Linked DNA regions of Pan troglodytes: region 1 is linked to region 2. The links are chromatin contacts, called in public HiChIP or PLAC-seq maps. All regions are on one chromosome and are shown on one strand. Each heading gives the region's core, a stretch centred on a gene start, on an enhancer-like site or on the middle of the called end of the contact. The rest is flanking DNA. Distances are from core to core; before and after follow the strand shown.

Evidence for each region. HiChIP or PLAC-seq counts read pairs in DNA pulled down with a chosen protein or histone mark.
Region 1: a contact with region 2 is called in an H3K4me3 HiChIP or PLAC-seq map of stem cell-derived excitatory neurons, with 2.9 times the contacts expected there. The contact joins the promoter of ATG12 here to the promoter of CCDC112 in region 2. A contact is called at or near these places in 1 of 7 Hi-C or Micro-C datasets (induced pluripotent stem cells) and 1 of 1 datasets of contacts at active chromatin or transcription factors (stem cell-derived excitatory neurons).

Annotation. Positions count from the first base shown.
Region 1 is chr4:113,546,789-113,552,586 of NHGRI_mPanTro3-v2.0_pri, reverse strand. It overlaps ATG12 (autophagy related 12), which reads left to right and starts at 1,869. Exons shown (of 4, transcript NM_001251998.1): 1 at 1,869-2,038; 2 at 5,685-5,798. The coding sequence starts at 1,876. AP3S1 (adaptor related protein complex 3 subunit sigma 1) reads right to left here and starts at 1,831. Exons shown (of 6, transcript XM_001148407.8): 1 at 1,321-1,831. The coding sequence starts at 1,689.
Region 2 is chr4:113,004,101-113,010,445 of NHGRI_mPanTro3-v2.0_pri, reverse strand. It overlaps CCDC112 (coiled-coil domain containing 112), which reads left to right and starts at 1,374. Exons shown (of 10, transcript XM_517884.7): 1 at 1,374-1,823. The coding sequence starts at 1,707.

The DNA of each region.
Region 1 (5,798 bases), core at 620-3,119, 540 kb before region 2:
TCTTTATAGCTAGCAAAAGCAAAACAACTGAAAAAAATGATGAATAAGCTCAAGATTTCTCACTTCAACTAACACCTCCAGACTGCATTATCATTTTAGGCAAACTGACATTTTCACATTTACTTTGTAATGGCAAGATTGATTTCCATCTGGGACTTATCTGCATAAAAGTGTTAGCCTTGGCACAATTTCAAAACTGAATTGAAAGCTCATTTCTTGCTATAAGCAAAGTGCCACAATACCACACAACAGTTATACCTCACATTAATCCTACCACTGGGAGTCCAATTTTATGTGTTTCAGCTAGCGAATTCTGCCCTCAGATAAGCACATAACTCTATAAAACCCTTCCTCGATCATCAACAAATCACTTATCTCTACTACCTTAATGCCTCCTGCACTTGTCCATACTAAACAGTATTTACACGTCTAAAAGAGAAGTTCTACAAATGCTACTATTCTTCATAAATAGAAAAAAACTATAAATGAGGGCAAATTCCCATACGTGGAAAAATGCCAAACCAGAAGCTGAAATCATAACTTTTAGGTATAGAACCACAGCTCCAATCAGTCAACTACAAACGTCGCCGGTTACTTCGAGGGTAAATAATTTGCAGCCAGCTGGTAAAAAGCCTGATAAAAATATTAGGTCCTCACATATCTTCCTTTTCAATAAGGAGACACCTGAAAGTCACACTGGGGAGTCTGTCACGTATCGAAACATACAGAAGAGAGACTGTACAGAACATGCAGTTATCTATCAAACGCAGGAAGCCAAAGTTCCTGCGCTATGAGAGGATCACAGTGAAAAACGGTAGCCCATCTGTCCAAAGAACAGAAAGAAGTCCACCTGGAAAGGATGGGAGTCGGCGGAGGGGGGCGAGAAGAACGAGTTCCACGCCGTCTTCCTCCTCCCGGGCTAACTGCAGCCGCGGGCGGCAGGAAGGCAGCCGCGCGGGGTGGGCTCTTGGGGACGGGGCGCAGGGCTCCGCGGCGCGGCTGGGCTGCGGCTGCCCGATCGGCGAGGGCCGGGCGCCGGGAAGTCTCCAAGGCCTCGCCCGCGCAGCCAGGAAAGCATGCAGCCCACCGACGGGCGGAGGAACCGCCCGGGCAAAGCCACGTCGGTGGCTGACCGCGCGGCAAGGAGGTGGGCACCCTGTCCACACCCACCGGGAGGCTGACAGCTGGCGAGCGCCAGGCGGCCGGGACGCGACAAGGGCCGCAGCGCGCCGGAGGGGGTCGCTCTGAGAAAGCCGCGCTGGGCGCTGCCCGTCGCCAACGACTCCCCCTCGCCCGGATCAGCGGCGGCTGGATACTCACGTAGGGCTGGTAGAACTTGGAGAGCCGCGGCTTCCCGTGGTTGTTGAAGATTAGGATCGCCTTGATCATGGCTGTGCCGGGCCGACCGGGTGGGCACTGGGGGCCAGGGCGGGGGCGGGCGCGCGGGCCTCGCCTCGTAATCTCGCCTGCGATCCTTCCCCACCCGCCCCCTCCCGCACGCGACCGCGCGCGCTCCCGAGCCGTCGGGCGGGGCCCAAGGGGCGGGGCCTGGGCGAGGCAGGCACTAAGGAAAGCGGAAACATTTCTAGGTCCGAGCCAGCGGCCTAACGGGAGTGTGCGCATTCGACCGAGCACGGACACGTTGCCCACCGCTCCTCTCCCGAGGTCTGTAGTCGCGGAGAAACACATGTTGCGTTACTAACGTTCAGAGGTCTGCGACAGCTTCGATTTGAATGACTAGCCGGGAACACCAAGTTTCACTGTGTAATTGCGTCCCCCTACTCCGGCGCCTCCTTTGCGACGCTCCCTGGAGAAAAAGCACGCCCACTGCACGCGCTCAGTCGCTACTTCCGCTCTCGAGTCTTTCCAAGCAAGATGGCGGAGGAGCCGCAGTCTGTGTTGCAGCTTCCTCCCTCAAGTGCTGCTGGAGGGGAAGGACTTACGGATGTCTCCCCAGAAACAACCACCCCGGAGCCCCCGTCTTCCGCTGCAGTTTCCCCGGGAACAGAGGAACCTGCTGGCGACACCAAGAAAAAAAGTAACTGAATTTATTTCCGGGCAGAGAGGCGGGAGGTTCAGATTGCATCCGACTAGGGGTGGCGGCCAGTAAAGAAGCAAAATTTAGAGGAGCGCCTGTCCTAGACCTGCATTTTGACCAGTCATCAGAAGAAAAGAAGTGTACTTTTTGATTTTTAAGGCCTTTAAGTTGAGTGTTAAAGTACCATCTCTGTCTGTCGGTGTAGGGCCTGATACTTGGCTGCCACACTTAATTTTATACTGTATTTTTTGAGTTGGCCATACTGCGAGCTCTTTGAAGGAAGGAGGGAGCTGAGTGGGGGGGGGGTGGTCTCGGTAATTCCAGGTACTTAACACAGGAGCTAATTATTTGAGTAATGTTTTATGGTGTAGGGATGGTCATTGGCAAAGCCTGGATTAGCATTCACGCCTTCCAATTTAACTCGCTTTTGCTTTTTTCCCCCTCCCAGTTGGTTGTGAATTCACTCCTTAAACCAAAAACCAAATTCTTAACGCAAAATGAAGACTGCTAAGGGAAAGCTAAAGGCATAGATGTTACCTTTTTAAGAAACACATTTTGGAACCTTTGTGAGTTATTTCATTGCTTGAGCCAGCTATCCTCAACCCTTTATTGCTTGAGAATGTTTCCCTTTGTAAAAGAGATTGCTAACTTACGTGTTCTAAAGCACTCTGTGTAGAGTTAGAGTTGCCTATGGGAAAAGCAGCATATAAGCATCCTCGATTCAGAGAGGCTGATTTCGTCCTTAGACGTTTTCCCCGTTCTGTCTTAAGATGACAGTGGTCTCTGGCCGGGCGCGGTGGCTCACGCCTGTAATCCCAGCACTTTGGTAGGCTGAGGCGGGTGGATCACCTGAGGTCAAGAGTTCGAGACCAGCCTGGCCAACATGGTAAGACTCCATCTCTACTAAAAATATAAAAGTTAGCTGGGTGTGGTGGCGCGCGCCTGTAATCCCAGCTACTCGGGAGGCTGAGGCAGGAGAATCGCTTGAACCCGCGAGGCGGAGGTGGCAGTGGGCGGAGGTCTCGCCATTGCACTCCAGCCTGGACAACAAGAGCGAAACTCCGCCTCAAAAAAAAAAAAAAAAAAAAAAAAAGACATTGGTCTCATTGCCTTTTCTTCAACTTCTGCTACTGTGGAGGATAATTCTCTCCCAAGACTGCCCCCCTTCCCCCTTTATATCAGACTCCCATTTCCACGTGATGCACTATGAGTATTTCCATGGATAGCCACTAGAATCTTCAAAATAATTCTGCAGGTTTTACAGTGTTTTGTTGCATTTTTTCTTCCAATTTACTATAGGCAAGAGCGGACTTCCGGAGATTCTTTTTAAGGTCTAACAGTCTTAGTCAAAACTTGTTACTGGACTCTGATGATAGCTGTGTAAAACAAAAGCTAAAAAAAATGGCTTACAATCTAAATATTGCCCGAGGGCATATTTTCTTGGTCTGGACAGTATTTTTTTGCAAATTGAACTGTCATTTAAGGATGAGATTTTTATTTTCTGGCTCTTGTTAGCATTTGAGTTTGCCTCTCCAATATAAAACTTAGTTTCTAACTATTCCTACCTTGTGGTTGTCATCATTTGTTGAGGATAATATGATGAAAGCAGCTTAACTGTTTTGTATCCTCAGCCTTTGTTTTAATCTACAGAAGAAAGATTGTTGAAACAGACCAAGGTTTTGGCACTGGAGGTATGTTAGGTTTCCTGGGGAGTAAGTGTTTCCCTAGTTGATTCTAATGTGCATCCGGGTTCAGAACTACAAGCAAATCACCTTTAAAATTAAAAAGAGAGGGCAGCTGTAATTAAATTATTTTCCTTCTCTAGTTTCTCACTGTCTTACACTTCATCCTTGGTAGCATAACTCATGATATTTCCTGCTTCACTTTCTGGAAATGTTTAATTGCATTAATCGATTTATTGATATCCCCAGGGGATTTGAGGGAGCAGTGAAGGGAGGTATGAAAGATAGGCTAACTAAAATCCCACGTTATCTCCAAATTCATTCCTATTCCCAAGATAACTGGACCTAGGATAATTAAGTAGTTCTTTAGTAGGAAGATAAAGTGTGCATACATCATGTGTTCTAGATGCGTTCATTCCAGGAGTAAACTTGAATAAAATGACCTCTGATCTTTTGGCCCCAATATTTAATATCAAAAGAATGGAGCAAGAAGGGTGTAATAGAATAGAGTTAACTTTAGGGGGCAGCAATACACTATTTTGCTTTCAATGTGTCTTGCTTTTTGACTGTAGATTTTTTTTTTTTTTTTTTTTTTTTTGAGAGGATGTCTCAGTCTGTCACCCAGGCTGGAGTGCAGTGGCTTAATCTCGGTTCACTGCAACCTCCGCGTCCCGGGTTCAAGCTATTCCCCTGTCTCAGCCTCCCAAGTAGCTGAGATTACGGGCATGCACCACCACGCCTGGCTAAGTTTTTGTATTTTTAGTAGAGACGGGGTTTCAGCATGTTGGCCAGGCTGGTCTTGAACAAGAAGTTGGAAGGGGACTGGGCCCTCTTGAACTCCTGACCTCAAGTGATCCTCCTGCCTCGGCCTCCCAAAGTGTGGAGATTACTGGCGTGAGCCACCGCGCCCAGCCAGATGTATGTTTGTTTTGTTTTGTTTTAGCAAATAACTTTATGTCTGAGAGACAGATTCATAGGGTTTGGGTTTGCATATCTGTGTTTTGGATCGTTGAAACCTTAAGATTTCTCTTTCTGCAACTTCTTTTTGGCTTTGGTTGTTCTATTATTGTTAATAACTTATTGCTTTCCTTTATTAAAAAGTTTATTACAGAAAATTTGGTAGTTACAAACAGCATAAGTAAAACCAAGTAATCATTGCCTACAATGTCACTACTGAGAAATACCATTTTGGTGCATATTCTTCCATATTTATGTGAATGTGTTTGTGATGGTTTTTAATGAATTTAAGATATTATACATGCTGTTGGAGAGATTAAATATCCACATATATACCCAGCAAGTGGCAGAGCCAGGATTCGAACCCCAGGCAGTTTAAAGTGTATGCGGTTTACTACATTCTATTTAATCAGTCACCTCCAAATATCCTTTTTGGATATTTAGGTTTACCAGTGTTTCATATAAAAATAAATGCTTAAATGGAGGTGAAATCTTTTTAAGTGAATTTTTACACATTTCATATTTTCTTACACTGGGTTCCTAGAAGTATTATTGAATCAAAGTATACTTTTATTAGGATCTGTATTACCATATTGCATTCCACAAAGGGTATACCATTTTACATTCTCAAAAGTAGTATCATCTACACTGGTAATTATTCTAATTTTAACTAGTTTCGTGGGTGAAAAGGGACATGACATTATTTTACTTTGCTTTTTGTGAACTTAAATATTGTTTGTGTATTGATCATTTGTATTTCCTCTCTTTGGAATTGCCTGTTAAGATAAAATGCATTTTAAAAATTAGTCCTGTTGGGAGAACTTTGTAGGATCAAGAAAAAAATGATGGAAAAGAATCTAACATTGTTACATCTCTCACGTATCTTCGGTATCATAAATACGTAAGATGGATGTAGATTAAATATTTCTGATTTCTAAGTCTTTTATATTCCATTCTCTTTAGATGTTTCAGTGTAATTGTCAGTAAATTTTATTCTTCTTTTACAGTTGACATTTTGCTAAAGGCTGTGGGAGACACTCCTATTATGAAAACAAAGAAGTGGGCAGTAGAGCGAACACGAACCATCCAAGGACTCATTGACTTCATCAAAAAGTTTCTTA
Region 2 (6,345 bases), core at 125-2,624:
TTTTTTTTTGTTGAGACGAAGTCTCACTCTGTCACCAGGCTGGAGTGCAGTGACACGATCTTGGCTCACTGCAACCTCCGACTCTGGTTCAAGCAATTCTCCTGCCTCAGCCTCCCGAGTAGCTGGGACTACAGACACGCGCCACCACGCCCAGCTAATTCTTGTATTTTTAGTAGAGATGGCGTTTCACCATGTTGGCCAGGATGGTCTCCATCTCCTGACCTCGCGATCCACCCACTTCGGCCTCCCAAAGTGCTGGGCGTGAGCCACCACGTCGGCCTCTTCTGCAAAAACTTCCCTCCACAGACTTCCGGTTTTCCTCCCTTCTCACAGATCTCTCCATATTGGTCCCCTTCTCCTTTTGTCCGTGGTCACCTTCTCGGAGTGGCCTAGGCTTAGTTCTCAGACTTCAATTTTTACTCACCCTGGGTGAGCTCATTCAGTCTTATCTCAAATATTTTCTATAGGAAGGTCAAATTCGTATCTTTAGCTCTCTCTCTTTCCTGGGCTCCAGAGGCGTTTATCCCGCTGCCTGTTTAATACCTCTACCAGGATGGTCTCTGGAGTCAGGCTGTCTAGATAGGTATCCTATCCTCTACCTGTGTAGCCATGTGATCCTTAACTTTATCACTGAAATGGAGATGATAATAGTACCTACTTCATGAAGTTATTTGTGAAGATTAAATGCAAAAGTGCATATAAAGCACTTATAACAGCCCTGGCATAAAGGAATTGCTCAATAAATACCTATTTGTTTACTTGTTAAAGGTGAAGGAACCTTACCTATGTGTCTAATTCAACAATGAATTCCCAAGGCCTAGAACAGTGCCTGACATATGCTGGGAGCTCCATATTGACTGACTGAATGAATCGATTTCTATAAAGGGGGAAAAGGTAGTACCTACAGAAATCAGCTCAGTTGCCACAGGTTGTCTTGACTGGAAGCGTCATCTGTGGCTTTTTTCCAACTTCCCAGCACTGTATTTTTGGAATCTGTCTTCTCATTGACCAAGTCCTAGGAATGTAACTGTGGCATTCCTGCCTCTGATATCTGGTTCTGTGTAGCAAGCTGGGTTTTTTTTCTTTAAAAATCTAAACTATGATTTATTGTTAGAATCCATTGATAATGTTTTTTCATTTAGACTCAGTCTCAGCAGCGCTAAGTAGAAACCTAGAAAGCGGATGTATATTAGGTAAAAATATGTATATATTGACTATAACACGAATAAAATTTAAGGACGATGTAAGACAATGAATTTTCTTGATAGGTATGGGACTGGGCTGGCACAGTCGGTTAAGTGCCCAAAGGGTATATAAACCCGCGACAGGGCAGAGCGCAGCCCCCGCCCCGCCCCGCCCCCACACCCGCCCGCCCCAGAACCCCAGACCCGCCCCTCCCCTGCATCCCGGCTCCGCCCGGCACCTTGCCCCTCCCTCGCCCCGCCCCTCCCCGCCTGAATCCCGGCCCCCGCCTCGCATTTCGGCCCCGCCCTGCACCCCAGTCCCGCCCCTCCCGCACCCCCACACCCCTGCACCCCCGCATCTCAGCCCCGCCCTGCATCCCGACCCCGCCCTACATCTCGGCCCCGCCCTGCATCCCGGCCAAGCCCGCAGCGCAGGGAGCTGTCTGCAGAGGCCAGGGTGCGCCTGCCACGAATCCCCAGGCACCGGTGGCCGCCGCGGCCCGAGTAGCTCGGCGGGTAAACATGGCCGCACTGACGACGGTTGTGGTAGCGGCTGCGGCCACCGCGGTAGCCGGGGCTGTGGCAGGGGCGGGCGCGCCCACCGGGACCGGCGTGGGAGCGACGCCAGCGCCTCAACAGGTAAATCCGGGAGAACCGAGAGCTGCTTTGGCGGCAGGCGAGGGGCTGCAGGCCCTGGCCGAACAGGTGCCCTCTGCAGCGCCGGCGGGAGGCGCGGCGTTCGCCTCCCCTGCTCGGGGCCTGGCACGCGCTGGGCGTTGCTCTTTGTTGGCTTGTGCGTTTAACAGCTTTTGCAGAGCCGCCTCCATGTAGTTTCGGAGTCGAGGAAGACCTGGGTGGGAACCCGGCTCTGCCGCTTCCTAGCCGCGTGATAAGAACATATGCTGTCGGCGACTCACTTTCTTCTCTAAAAATTGGGAATAGTAACATGCACCTCCCGAGCTTTGGACTAACGTTATGTCTGGGGAGCCCCTGGCACAGTGCTTGGTTGGAGGGGGACTCTGTGCTCAGTAATTGGTGGCAGCTCTGTTACTGTACCGGCGCTGGGAACACAAGGAGAAAGACAATATGGGATGGTCGGAGGCAGAGGTGTTTCCAGTGATCGGCTTAGGACCGCTTTCTAGGTGGTGAGGACAAGGTATCTTTGTTCAGATGTTATCAGCTCAGCGAGACTTTCCATGATCTCCCTAAACTGAATCCCCTTACGCGGCACACCCAGTCCCTGTTTCTGGTTTTATTTTTCCCCATAGCACTTAGTACCATATATTATATTACATATTTTATTTCTATTGTTTATGTTTCTCCTCACACCCCTCACCCTCCCTCGCACCCCCATGAGAATGTAAGCTCCATGAGGGCAGAAAGTATTGGAAATTTTATTCTTTATTGTATTCCCAGCACCAAGAACTATGCCTGTTGTGTAGTGCCTGGAACGTAGTATGCACTTACTAAATAATTTGTGGATCAATATAAACCTGAAGGAAGGCTGTCATGAGCTGAGGAGAGGTTCCATGTTTTTCCTCCTTTAAGGAAATACAGTGTCTTTACTCGTAGACCTTCAGGAAATTCCACCTACGGCAAATTTTCTCACACATCCTCTATAATTCTCTTTATTATTCTAACTCTGGCTCAAGTATCTCAGGAAAAAATATAAAATAAATAAAAATACATAATACATAAAGTATTTTTAAGTACTATGCTCAAAAAAATGTGTGACACCATGTTGCTGGCTTTCTCCATCATTTCTCTAAATTCTTGTAGCAATGTTCTATCTTCTGATCTGCATTTCTTGCGAGTTGCCTAATGTTATTATTGATGCACACTTTTGTGATGTTTGCCTTCTCAGGGGTTGGATCAGATCACCTGTGGAGCTCTTTCAGATATTTTATCAATCCCCTAGAGGATATCTAGCAATGTTTGGAGACATTTTTGGCTGTCAGAGTGGGGAGCAGGGGGGTGTTGAGGGGCTGCTAGCATCTAATGGATAGAGGCCAGAGAACAGCCACCCATAACAAAAATCGTCTGGTCCAAAAGTTAGTAGTGCTGAGATTGAGAACCATGGTGTATACTTTCTTACCACTTTAGTAGGGAAAGCAGAGCCTCATTGTTGAGAATCTACCTCAGCATAGTTAGGTAGAATTCTTCACGTGTGTTTGGGCTTTTTTAAAAAAACAAAACGAAACAATACAGAATTACTGCATGATATATTGTGATAATGTTTAGGAGTTTACATGTTATCCATTTTTGTACTTCCCCCAGCATACCACACGCACATACCTATACACACAAATTCTACAGCCTAACACCGAACTTGAATATTTGTCATATGATTAAATGAACGAATATTCCTACTGACTTTAACACTGAAACCAACTAGTATTTTCTTGAGAAGAGATAATTTTCCTGGTGGCAATCTCATGATACTAGAGATGTCTACCAAAATATCTAAAGTTCCTGTCAGCTAGGGCTTCTATAACAAAATGCTACAGACTTGGTGGCTAAAACAACAAAAGTTTATTTTCTCACAGTTCTAGAAGCTAGAAGTTCAAGATCAAGTTGCCCTTAGGGTTGGTTTCTGGTGAGGCCTCTCTTCCTGGCCTGTAGGCAGCCACCTTCTCACTGTGTCCTCACATAGTCTTTTCTCTGTTACAAGAGGAGAGAAAGAGATCTCTGGCATCTCTTCTTATAGGAACACCAGTTCTATCAAATTAGGTCCCCACCTTAATGACCTCATTTAACATAAAGGCCCCATCTCCAGATAGAGTTATTTGGGGATCAGGCCTTCTACATAGGAATTTTGAGGGAACACAATTCAGTCCATCACAGTGTCTTTAAATTACTTTGGAGTAAATATCTCTGAAGTTTTAAAACTATTTTATATTGTATTTTATTTTACAATATCCTCAGGGCATGGAATCTCATAAATTCCTCACTCATTATGAAAAGTTAACACATTTTCCATGCTTTTTAATATTTGTATATTATTTGTTCATAACCCCTCTTAGCTATTGCCTTTCAAAACTGAAGACCACAAATGTCTATCCTCCTCTCCAATGTCATTTCCTTCTTGTTACCAGCTGTTCTCTTGATCATTGTAGTTGCTGAATTATGACTTTTTTGAAGTATCTTTAACAGTATCACATTAGTGTGATGCTGGTTTTGTACCAGCATAAGGCTCTGTCTTGTGTTTTGTTTCTAAGGACCTTCCCTCTGATGACCTGAATTTTATGTTCCTTGGCTGCCTGAAATAACCCTTCAATAATAACTATTTTCACCTGTGACTGTGTACTCTTACATAATAAAAGGGACTTTGCAGGTGTGATTAAGATAAATTAAATACCTTAATTATCTGAGTGGACCTGGTATAATCACAAAGGTCCTTATAACAGAGTCGCAGGAAGATCAGAGTCAGAAGTAGGAGATGTGATGATGGAAGGAAGAGGATGGAGTGATGTGAGGAAGGGGCCATTAGCCAAGGAATTAAGGTGGTTCTAGATGCTGGAAAAAAAGGTAAGGGGGTGGATTCTTCCCTGAAGCTTCCAGAATGAATGTAGCCCTACTAACACCTTTGTTTTAATTAACATTATTTTTAATTGACAAATCATAATTATATACATTTATGGGGTACAATGTGATGTTTTGATATATGTATACAATGTGGCATGATTAAACCTGGCTAATAATTAACATATCTATCACCTCACTTATTTTTTTCTGGTGAAACATTTGAAATTTACTCTGTTATTTTGAGATACACAATACATTATTACTGAGTATAGTTAACCTACTGTGCAGTAGATCTCAAAACATTCCTCCTGTCTATCTGAAACTTTGCACCGTTTGACCAACTCCCTATTTCCTTCCTTGCCCTCCCCACCAGCCTCTGGCAACTATTGTTCTACTCTGTGTTAGATTCCACGTGCAGTTTAAGTGAGATTATACAGGATTTGCATCTCTGTTTCACTTAGCGTAATGTCCTCCAGGTTCACACTTTGATTTTAGACTAGACCTCCAGAACTATAAGGCAATAAATTTGTGTTGTTTAAGCCACTGCACTTATGGTGAGTTTGTTACAGCAGCAATAGGAGACACCAGGAAAGACCTAAGAAGCTCTCAGTCCTCATCCTTGTTTGTCTTTGAAACACTGTGCTGGCAGAAAGTAAATACTAAGGTAGGGTTGTAAACTGCCTGCCTGCATGTAGGAGGTATGCTTCAGCATGCATACAGACCCCCTTTCCCAAAGGTAGTAAAGGCTAGGACACATAGTGGTTCAATGCATCTAAGGAAATCTCTGACCAATTATTGGCTGACAACTGAGCTAACCAATCAGAGATTTCACTGCCACACCTGACCAAGACTACAGACTTTACAGAATTAGTTTAAAGTGACCAAACAAACAGCAACAAAACAAACCCTGCTAAGGGGAGAGAATCTCATTTTTGGAGTTGTCCATTATATTATTTTATATGTCCAGTCTTTAACAAAATTATGAGACATGGCAAGAAAGTATGGTTCACACATGGGGAAAACAGTAAAAAGGAACTGTCTCTGAGGAATACTGGCTATTGGACATACTAGGCAAAGACTTCAAAACACTTATTTAAATATGTTCAAAGAACTAAAGGAAACCATATCTAAAGAACTAAGAGAAAGTGTGGGAATGAAATAGAAATCTTTAAAGAAATTAAACATTTAAAAAAGAATCAAGTAGAAATTCTGGAGTTAAAAAATGCAAGAATTCAAATGAAAACATCACTAGAGAGACAACACCAGATCTGAGCTGGCAGAAGAAAGTATCAACAAACCTGAAGATAGGTCAATTCACATTATCCAGACTGAAGAACAGAGGCAAGAAAAGAATGAAGAAAAATGAACAGAGTCTGAGATCTGTGAGATACCGTTAGGCATACTACCATGTGCATAATGAGAGTCCCAGAAAGAAAGGAAAGGAGAAAAAAGGAGGAAAACCAATATTTGAAGAATAATAGAAGACTTCCCAAATTTGATGAAAAACATTAACCTACATATGGATGGAGCTCAATGAACTCTAAGTAGAATAAACTCACAGAAATTCATATCTAGACACATCGTAATAAACCTGCCAATAAATATGGACAAAAAGTCTTGAAAGCACCAAGAAAGA